2 separate regions of the Mus musculus genome follow, and region 2 is linked to region 1. The links are chromatin contacts, called in public HiChIP or PLAC-seq maps. All regions are on one chromosome and are shown on one strand. The core of a region is the stretch at or near the end of the contact, and the rest is flanking DNA. Distances in the headings are between cores, read along the strand shown.

Evidence for each region. HiChIP or PLAC-seq counts read pairs in DNA pulled down with a chosen protein or histone mark.
Region 2: a FOXA1 HiChIP or PLAC-seq map of pancreatic cancer cells shows a contact between it and region 1. The contact joins the enhancer-like site here to the promoter of 2310015D24Rik in region 1. A contact is called at or near these places in 4 of 39 promoter capture datasets (the C10 cell line, cranial neural crest, embryonic stem cells and 1 more), 1 of 15 datasets of contacts at CTCF or cohesin (large pre-B cells), 6 of 484 Hi-C or Micro-C datasets (B cells, the CH12 cell line, ECoMG-derived neutrophils and 3 more) and 1 of 115 datasets of contacts at active chromatin or transcription factors (pancreatic cancer cells).

The regions. Positions count from the first base shown.
Region 1 is chr16:13,518,510-13,523,755 of GRCm38.p6, reverse strand. It overlaps 2310015D24Rik (RIKEN cDNA 2310015D24 gene), which reads left to right and starts at 2,649. Exons shown (of 4, transcript NR_160674.1): 1 at 2,649-2,766; 2 at 3,981-4,108; 3 at 4,234-4,571.
Region 2 is chr16:13,710,729-13,715,801 of GRCm38.p6, reverse strand. It overlaps Pla2g10 (phospholipase A2, group X), which reads left to right. Exons shown (of 4, transcript NM_011987.4): 4 at 206-745. The coding sequence ends at 348. Among named protein-coding and RNA genes, the nearest start is that of Pla2g10os, 17 kb to the left of the region's middle. Within about 2 kb of position 3,696, at least 5 of the 459 cell types and tissues checked have an H3K27ac peak or open chromatin away from gene starts, as enhancers often do. A contact at or near this core is called in pancreatic cancer cells, where this site is marked.

The DNA.
Region 1 (5,246 bases), core at 1,400-3,899:
AGATTTTGCAGGCAACTCCTATCAGGAGGCAAGAAAACTCCAGGAAGGAGCTGAGAACATGTGGAAAGGGAAAAAGGGCTAGAGAGGGGGGCAAGGGTCCAGGTGACAAGAATTTCAACCTGTGGCAATGCCAAGCTAAGAGACTTATCAGAGATAAATGTCCCAAAATGGACAGAGCAGAGGCATCACTTTCCATGTGGCGGGGGCCCAGTAGGGTGAGAGCATTAATAGAGAGATGCCCAAGTGATGGGCACCACAGGAGGCTCAGAAGGCTCCAGGAGCCAGAGTGACACCAAGTGGGCCAGGAGGGACAAATGGTTAGAGGAGACAGAGGGAAGCAGCACCTGAAGAAAGAGGTGAAGTTTGGAGTCAAAGACGGTGGGAGGCAGAAGCCGGCGAAACAAATGATCCGCATACACCTTAAGAGAGTCATATCTGCAGCTCAGTTTGGTTAAGAGAGTCCGAGCCCCTTGAGAGGGAACTCATATATGCTTCTCCTGCATTCCAAGCTCCAGGTGAGTGAAAATGAGACACATCCACTCCTAGGTGTGGGTGAGGGGAAGGCTTTTATTGTAGATATGAGGAAAAGCACAGCCAGGCGTCCAGAGCAAGGAGAGAAAATAGTAGACTGGAGATGACCGTAGACTGAACTGGTCCAGGGGAGGAGAGGAGTAGGGAAAGAGAAGAGAGAGGGACCACAAGAATGCAAGCCAAGCCGGGCGTGGTGGCGCACGCCTTTGATCCCAGCACTCGGGAGGCAGAGGCAGGCGGATTTCTGAGTTCGAGGCCAGCCTGGTTTACAAAGTGAGCTCCAGGACAGCCAGGGCTATACAGAGAAACCCTGTCTCAAAAAACAAAAACAAACAAAAAACAAAAGAATGCAAGCCAAAATGGCAGTTATCTGGGAAAGAGAAGCTGGGTGTGATGGTTTGTATATGTTCAGCCCAGGGAGTGGCACTATTAGAAGGTGTGGCCCTGTTGGATTAGGTGTGGCCCTATTGGAGTGGGTGTGGGCTTTAAGACCCTCAGCCTAGCTGCCTGGAAGCCAGTATTTTGCTAGCAATCTTCAGATAAAGATGTAGAACTCTCAGCTTCTCCTGTGCCATGCCTGACTGGATGCTGCCATGCTCCTGTCTTGATGATACTGGACTGAACCTCTGAACCTGTAAACCAGCCCCGATTAAATGCTGTCCTTTATAAGAATTGTCTTGGTCATGGTGTCTGTTCACAGCAGTAAAACCCTAACTTAGACACAGGGGAAGCGAAGCCCCTGAGCTGGATAGGTTTAGAGTAGGGAATGAGGTGAGAGAGGCAGAGAGGAACCGCAGGTACTGAGTGAGCCTGCAGCCACCATGCACGTCAGCATATTAATTAGGCACCATGGTTAGCCATTTGTCCTGAGTTTCTTTAGGACCTAACAGGTTTTGTATTTATATATTGAGAAGGGTCTTGTTATGTAGCCCAGGCTAGAAGTGAGTTCAAAGGCTCCTAACACAAGGAAATGATGAATGCTTATGCTCCCTACCCAACTCTGATGAAGGCCAACACTGTATACATTCGTAGAAAAACTCATCACACTGTTCTGATAAGCATATATAATTAAAGTCAGCCAAATGTGTCAGCACACGCTTGTTATCTCTGCATTGGAGGGAGGAGGCAGGAGGATCAGCAGCACCCTGGGTTATATGGTGGGACTCTGTGTCAAAAACAAATAAACAAGGGGCTGGGGAAATGGCTCAGATGTAAAGTACTTGCCACACAAGCAATAGGATCCGAGTTCAATCCCCAGCATCCACAGAGAAGCCGGTAATCCAAGAGCCGAGGAAGTAGACCCAGGCAATCCTCGCTGGCCGGCTTGTAAGTCTAGGCAATTGGTGAGTCGAGTTCAGCAAGAGACGCTTGATGAAGACACCTGACAGCGATCTCTGGCTTCCACACTCATACAAGCATACACACATTTCTCCACAATTCCCACAGCACCCCACGCCTCAAATCAGTTAAAGATGTTAAGGACAATCGTGGAGAAGGCAGGACAGAGCAGAATGATAACACGATTCACTAAGACCTCCACCACTGAGGCAGAGGCAGGGCCAGCGTCTTTGAAGCTGCTTATTCTTAGGGTGTGGCCCAGATCCCGACACATCAGTGTCACCTGAGAACTACTCAGAAAGGCACATTCTTGGGCCCCACTCCAGGTCGACTGACTCACAGCTCCAGGGATGCAGCCCAGCAGTCTGCAGACACAGCCTCCTGGGGATTCTGGTGCCCACAAGAGCTTGGAAGTCCCTGAAAGTCCCACAGTTGTTCAGGGTCAAATCTGTGTCTAAGTCTTGTTGACATCAGGAGTCTGCACTCTGAAATGGACAGTGCCTTAGGTTTGAACAAGCTGGGCCACGTGGAAAATGAGTCTTTCACGTACAGGAGTCCAACTCTAAGACGCTCTTGTCACTCACACTGAGAGCCTCATTGATGTGACAGGAGCTGTATTGTCATTATTACTACCGTCCCCAAAAGGAGAAAGGAAAGCTAACAGCAGTTTACAGCATCACTCAGTCGCTGTCTGACAAGAAGTCTGGAAGACACCGAGTTACTTAGGCGATGGGAGAACTTTTCGGATTGCTGCATTTGTTGTTGTTCTGGAACCTTCTAAAGCTCACTCTGAGTACCTCCAGAACTAGCTTTCTCCCTGACAAACTAAAGGAAGTTTTGGCCCCTTGACGTCTTTGTGAGGTTGGCAATCCCCCTGGTCAACCAGAGAACCAACAGGTTTGTTGTTTTTTTACTCCATCTGTTTTGATTCAACTATAAGGGATAGTTTCTAGAACATTCAGACTTCAGGCATCTCTTTGTAAAGTGTCTCAGTTGAATGTCATCTTGCCTATGATCCTTGTGTAAAGAACTTCCAACTCCTGGTTTCAATGACAGGTGGGCCTCAGCCATTTAGAAGGGCCAGGGATTGGAAGGGACCAGGGGCACGGGAGGGGGTTCTGGGACTCTATTTTACTCATGGTTGGGACTACAGTTTAGGATCTAGACTGGCACACTGGAGCTAAGCTTAGCTTCCCCGGATAGTGAAAGCTGTACCAGAGGCCAGGGCTGAGGGTGAAATGAGGCTCCTGCCCAGCCGGGCGCCCTGGGGAGAGCCTCCTATCTGGAACAGAAAATACTCCAAATATTTCCTTTTGGGAATGGGGAGGATAAACCAGATGAAATGTGAAGAGGTGTCTGAAGGCTGGAGGAAACTAGCAGGCCCTTCCAGAACTTCTATTTGCGGTGAGAAACCTTGGCATGGGGCAGCCAGCTCTACTGCAAAAATAGACCAGTGTGCCGAGAAACAGCTCAATTCTGGAAGCAAACGTTCCTCTGCAGGAAAGAGCTTCTCTCCCTCTGCTTCATTCTGCTCTGTACCACAAAGAAGAAGGAGAAAGATAAGCATTTGCTTGTATGCAATGTGTGTGTTTGTGTTTGTGTGCGTGTGCGTGTGTGTGTGTGTGTGTGTGTGCACATGACCATACGCACGTGGTCAACCTTGGGTGTAAATTTCCTTGGGTGCTACCTACAGATTTTTGGTTTTCGTTTGATTGTTTCTGAGACAGGGTCTCCTACTGAGACCTGGTGCTCACCAGGTTGGGTAGGCTGGCCAAGGAGCTTCTGAGATCCTTCTGTCACACCCAGTGTTGGGGTCACACCCTGATTTTTGCATGGGCTTGGGGGATCAAGCTTAGGTCCTCATGCTCGAATGGCAAATGCTTTACTTCCTGGGGCATCTCCTCAGTGCCCAGAGAAGCATTTTAAGAAAAACTGGAGTGTCTATGCAGAGTCATGGCTTCTCTATCAGAACCAAAGCCATTAAAAGAGACATGGGGCAAAAAGATTTGAGATCACTGCCTGGACATCCCGAGTCTCACAATCCACCAGCTGCTATGACACAGTGGAGCATCAGCTCTGCTTTCTGTTCATTTCCTTTTGCTTCTATAAAGGTGAGATGACAATGAAAATAAGGCCCAGTGTACAGCAAAAGGGATGTAGCAAGACAGAAGTGACTGTGACTCAGATGTTATCAAAGACAAGATGAAGCCTGCCTGAGAACCCTCCTCTTAAACAGCAGGTCAGTAAGGTGTGACAGTACTGTAGAAAAAAACCACAAGAGCAGGTGTAATCCTGAGGGCATACTCATTCTGGACTCTGAGGGGCTCAAAGGGCTCTTCTCTATACAAAGCCATTCTCTTTCAGGAGCCCAGACCCTGAGCAGGGAGAGAGTCAGGTCCCAGATGGAGATGCTGATCAACTTCATAGCATCACCATGGAGCCAGATCTGGAAATTCTCTAGGGGTTGCTGAACAACCCTGTCATCCCTACCTGACCTCAGCCGCCGAGTCCCTGTGAACACTGTCCGCAAGCAATCATCCCGGCGGGGGGGCTTTGTTCTGCAGTCCAAGCCACCTGGAGAAGAACGTGTAAGGTGGAAGTATGGAGAAAGATGGCTCACAGATACAGGAAAGCTGCAGAGGGAGCCGAGTCAGTTCCAGTGTTCATACAGGGGCAGACTATGGCAACTACAGCCTAAAATGGTGAGCAAGTGGTTTCTGAGGGCTCCGTACAGAGCAGTGGCTACTGCTGAGGTGACCTGTTTGTCGGGTACCTGATCTACTCATTATACACTATCTACAGCTATTAAAATGTCATGCTGGAAGGGTAAAAAAGGGTACCTCACAAGCACCAAGACCTGTGTTCAATCCCAGAAACCGTATGAGAAATGCCAGGCTGAGCCTGTGCCTGTAAGTCCAGCCCAGGGGAGACAGTGGCAGCAGGATCCTTGGAGCTCTCTGACCAGCCAGCCTACCTATAATGAGTGAGCTCCAAACCCAAGGGAGACCCTTTAAGGAGGGTCTTAAAGGAGCTGCAGAGTTTTCCTAAGGATACTGCACAAGACTACCCTCTGACCTCCACAATCATATGTACACGTGTACACACACACACAAACACACAAAGAATCACCTTGAGTGATTCAGTGTGAGCAATGATCATGCATCAATTAAAAGTGAGAAGGCTGGGGGATGCCTCAGTGGGCAAAGCTGCCACTGTGCAGCCTGAGAACCTAGTTGGGATCCCCAGACCCCATATAAGGACAGGCATGGTGGCATCTATCTGGGATGCAAGTGCTCCTGCTGCAAGATGGGGACAGCAGACTGACTCCTCAGAAGCCACTACAGGCTTGCCGACTTGATGTGCAGAACAAGTAATAG
Region 2 (5,073 bases), core at 2,447-4,946, 190 kb before region 1:
GCCATCTCTCCAGTCTGTCAACTCCCTTTCTTGTAGAAGCTGGCTGTCATTGCTACCTCTTCAAGTGGTCTTCAAATGGGAAATTATCACATGTCACATAAATGCAAACTATAACCCGTCCTGCCTCCAGCTTACACTCCCCTGGCACTTATTCTCATGTGCCTCTGAGTCTCTGCTCTAACCTCAGTTTCCATACTTCTTCCAGGACCAGCAGAGAACAAATGCCAAGAACTTTTGTGCAGGTGTGACGAGGAGCTGGCTTACTGCCTGGCAGGGACCGAGTACCACCTGAAATACCTCTTCTTCCCCTCCATTTTATGTGAGAAGGACTCTCCCAAGTGCAATTGACAGGCTCACATGTCCCTTTGCACATGGAAACGCACTTCACTTTCAGTGATCACCAACAGCATGCAATTTGTGCAGGAGAGTCACCGGAGGCCAAGTGCTAAAGCCACCTGCGTTTGCTTTCTCCTTCCATTCAGGAACTCACAACTATGAGCCTGTGGAGTTGCCAGTCTGATGAAGGTTCAAAGTCCTGGGCCTGTTTTATACAAATAGCGCTGTGTTGGGCGTGGTATACTTTTTGAAATTCAGCCTTTATGAGAAGCTGTACTATCTTGTACCTGCTGCAGGGCTGCTGGTCAGATGTGGGTGAACACCTGCTTAGGCTTGGCTGTGGTAATAACATTGCCACATGATACATCTAAGAATTGTAACTGTAATAAAAAAATGTTCCCTAACTGGCTCCTTGTGTAAGAGGTAAATTTTATTTCCCGGAAGCTGGGTGTGGTGGCACACTCCTGGGATGTCTGCTGGGGTGTTCTGCTGAGGTTGAAAGGTCAGCTGAGCCCAGGAGGCTGGTACCAGTGTAGGCAAGAGAGACTTTCTCAAAGAAAAAGAAAATTCTTTCCTGGGCTGGTGGTACTGCTGTGTGTCAAAACATTTGTGAAGCGTGTTTAAGGTCCTGAGTTTGAGTCCCAACATTTCAAGGAAAAAATTAAAAAAAAAATGTAGAACAACAGATCAAACCCTAAAAACTGAAATCGCAGGCCAGGAAAGATGCTCAGTGGTTAGCAGAGCTTCCTGCCCTCCCAGGGAACCTGAGTGCAGTTTCTGGCCTGCATATTGTTCGGCTCAACTGCTTTTGCTCTGGTTCCAAAGAATGTGACATATCTGGCTTCTGCAAGTACGTGTCTGCACATGCTTACTTGCACAAGTGTGTGCTCGAGTAAACACGTGTATACACACACACACACACACACACACACACACACATCCCACAATCAAAATATTTTTAGAGAGAGATCATTCCAAAGCTTTAGAATGGCAGAAGGAAGCCTTTGCTCTTGGCTTGCTTGCCCTCACTCAAGATGCTAAGTCCATTCTGTCACTGGCATCAGAACCTTTGTCTTTGGGAATTCCAGTGTGTACTGAAGATTAGCCCAGTCATCCAGCCTCATGGACTGAGCAACTACTGCATTCGTGGACTTTCCATACATAAGCAGCCATTGTCTGATTAGCTGGACCACATTCTGTAAGTCATTCTACTAAAATCCCATATGTGTGTGTGTGTGTATAATCGCACATATATATGGAATTTTAGATAGATAGATAGATAGATAGATAGATAGATAGATAGATAGATAGATAGATAGATAGATTCTGTTACTACATATTTTGGTACCAGAACTGGTTCTAGAACAACAGAAGTATAAGGATGAATCTTTTTTAAATATCTGGAATAAACTTCAACTCACCAACACATACAGCTACTGAAGCCATTGCATTTACTGAAGCCCATGGTGTGAACTATATTATAAACTTAAGATAAATGCATTTCAGCACCATGATTCACCAATGGTGAGTGGCAATGAATTTGATGTCCTAATATATGAAACCTTTGAGAGCTTGTGTAAAAATAAGGAAAATGATGATATTGGTTGCTCCTAGCATCTCTGGAAAAACTTAAAAAGGATAGAAATGAGCTCTTTGGTAGAATTAACCAATGTCTAGCAGAATACAGTGAAGGGCAGTGATAAAGCTGGCTCCAGATGCCCATCAGCACTCTAAAGGCTTCACTGTGCCCTGGAAGGGAATCATCTTTCCAGCAGCCAGGAAGCCTAAGTTGTAGACAATCACACTGAATTACAAGGAAAACTCAAGCTCCAGCTTGGAGCGTGTCAGTGGTTAAGGGGAATCCTTTAACTTGGGATGGGATGCGTGGGAGGCGCCTACTGAAGCTGAGAACTTTGAACCTTCAGATTCACAAGGGTTTATCTCACCTGAAAAAATAGTCTCTATTTTCTCAGGTGTGGTGGTGCCAAGGGATGTGGTGGTGCACGCCTTTAACCCTAGCACTCAGGAGGCAGAGGCAGGAAGACATTTTAATTTTGAGGTTAGCCTGGTGCCTGGTCTACACAGAGAAATTTGTCTCAAAAAACAAAACAAAAACAAAAGCTGGGCGTGGTGGCACACGCCTTTAATCCCAGCACTCGGGAGGCAGAGGCAGGCGGATTTCTGAGTTCGAGGCCAGCCTGGTCTACAGAGTGAGTTCCAGGACAGTCAGGGCTATACAGAGAAACCCTGTCTCGAAAAAACAACAAAACAAAACAAAACAAAACAAAACAAAACCAAAACAAACAAAACAAAACAAAAAAAAAACCAAAAACAAGAACAAAAAAAGTCTTTCCACCCTCAGCAGAAAATGAGCTTGTCTACCCCTGACATATTGTCTTTTCTGCCTTTGATCCAGGAAATAAATCCTTCATCATTTGCTAAGCCAGATGTGACTTTCTCTGAAGGAGATGCCACTCAAGACAATACTAATGTCCTTCAGGGCCCACCAATATTTGCTCTAGATCTGTAACTAAATTCAAGGCAAAGCAGGTTCCTAGAGGGGAGGTAGAAAAGTATTGTCCTTGAGGAGGTGTGCTATATTATTAAAAAGCCTAATGTGTTTGTTGATTCAAGCAGAAGTCTGGGGAATATGTGTGGGAATGGATTTTAAGGGTATGGGATAATGGTAGAAGGTCATAAAACTAGAAAAGGCTGAGATTATTGACATGGGCCCTCTAAGTGGAGATTCTAGGTTGAATATGTAAACTTACACAGTTAAAAAAAAGTGTCAAAAGTTTGTTTAAATGGTTGGGTGAAGTATTTGTCAAAAGATGGCTTACTTCTGGAGTATGCCTGATATCCCTTGGCTTCGTGTTGATGAAGGGATTGTAAGGTTTGGGGAAATTGCAATGCTACAGCGGGTACTCTGTAAAACCTAACCCTCCATGATGAGAAGGCTCAGAAGACATGCCCTCATGAGTCCTATAAGACACAAAATAGTGAGAGGGGCACCAGCACATTTGAAGAGCTTTATTGTTGCCCCTTTCCTTGTGCCAGACCTTAAGGTTGAAGATGCTGCTGCCCAGTTAACGGATTGAATGGAATTTAATTGGACCCCAATAAGTAGCAGGGGCTGGGCGCCAGCACTGAATCACCAAAAGCAAGGTGACTTATAGGTACATTAAAACTGTTAGGGTAGTTATAATGGGCAGCATAGGCAAAGCAATGTTCATAGTGGCCTGACCCATAATGGTCAGCACAGGCAAAGTGAATTTAATGGTGGGTGACTCATGTGGACATTTAGTGCTACTAATTACTCATGGTGTTTCCAGGCAGGAAATAGATAAGAAGCCACTGAATTTTTGTTTCATCTGTAGAAGCCAAAAAGTTCTCAAACAAATGAAAAGGCTACACTGGATCACAGCAAAGGGGAATCTCGGCCCATGAATCAATTTCCAGACTTGAGCCAGCTGGCAGACCCAGAACCCCTTGAGTGAAAGGACAGTCAGGTTCCCCTAAGGAAGGACGTGGATAAAACATGGAAACATTTGCTGTTAGTCTTTCTCCAGCCCTTCCTCAGAGGGATCTGTGGTCTTTTACAGGGGAAACTGAACAATGGAGGAAAAGAAACAATGAGATGGTTCAACTGCTGGATGCTGGTTCTGAACCAGCAGAGATTCTAGGAGACCTCAAGAAACATTGTGGCCCTCCCATTAAAGCGGGAGCTTATGGACATAAGAGGTTAGGGAGTGGCTGGAGTCTGACACACACAAAGGTCCCGTGGATTCCTGGACTCATCACCAGCCCCCGAATGTAGAATTGGGGTAGATAGACTTAGACCTTGGCAGATGTTGTACATTAGTTCCTTAACTTTTGGAATGAGGGCTATTAAGGTTGGAAAGACTAAATGGAAGCTACTGGAGTTGCCTCTGCTAGGGAAAATAGTGAATCAAAGACAGTGTCAAATGTCTGAAATAATTAGAAAACTAGTGCCACCATCAAGGACTTGAAAGATGCTGGGTGATGGCTGCCACCACATTTCCTTTTGGCTAATGTCCAGGACAGGTGGATCATGGAGCATGACAGTTGGTCACTGAAAATTCAATGAAGTACTGACTCTGATTGCAACTGCTGTAGCAGATGTAGTGTCTTACTTGAACAGATTAATACATCCCCTATACAATATGGTATGCAACTATTGATATAGCAAATGCCCTTTTCTGGGTATCTGCCCATAAGGCCTATCAGAAGTAATTTGCTTTTAGTTGGCAATGCCAGCATTGTACCTTTACTGTTTTACCCCAAGTATATATTAACTCTCCAGCCCTGTGTCTAAGTTAGAAGGAATCTTGATTGTCTGTTTCTTCCATAAAATATTGCATCGGTGCACTATATTGGCAGCATTATGCTGATTAGATCAAGCAAGCAAGAGGGAGCAACCACTTTGTACTGATTGGTAACAATATGCATATCAGAGAATGGGAAATAAATCCAACCAAAATTCAAGGACCATCTACCTCAGTGAAAATCTTAGGAGTCCAGTTGCATGGGGCATGCAGAGATGTTCCTTCTAAGGTGAAGGATGTTATTGCACCTGGTGTCTCCCACCACCAAGAAAGAAGCAACGACATTTACTGGGTCTATTTGCATTCTGGAGACAGCACATTCTTCACTTGGGTGTGTTACTCCTGCCCATATACCAAGAGACTCAGAAAGCTACTAGCTTTGTGTGGAACA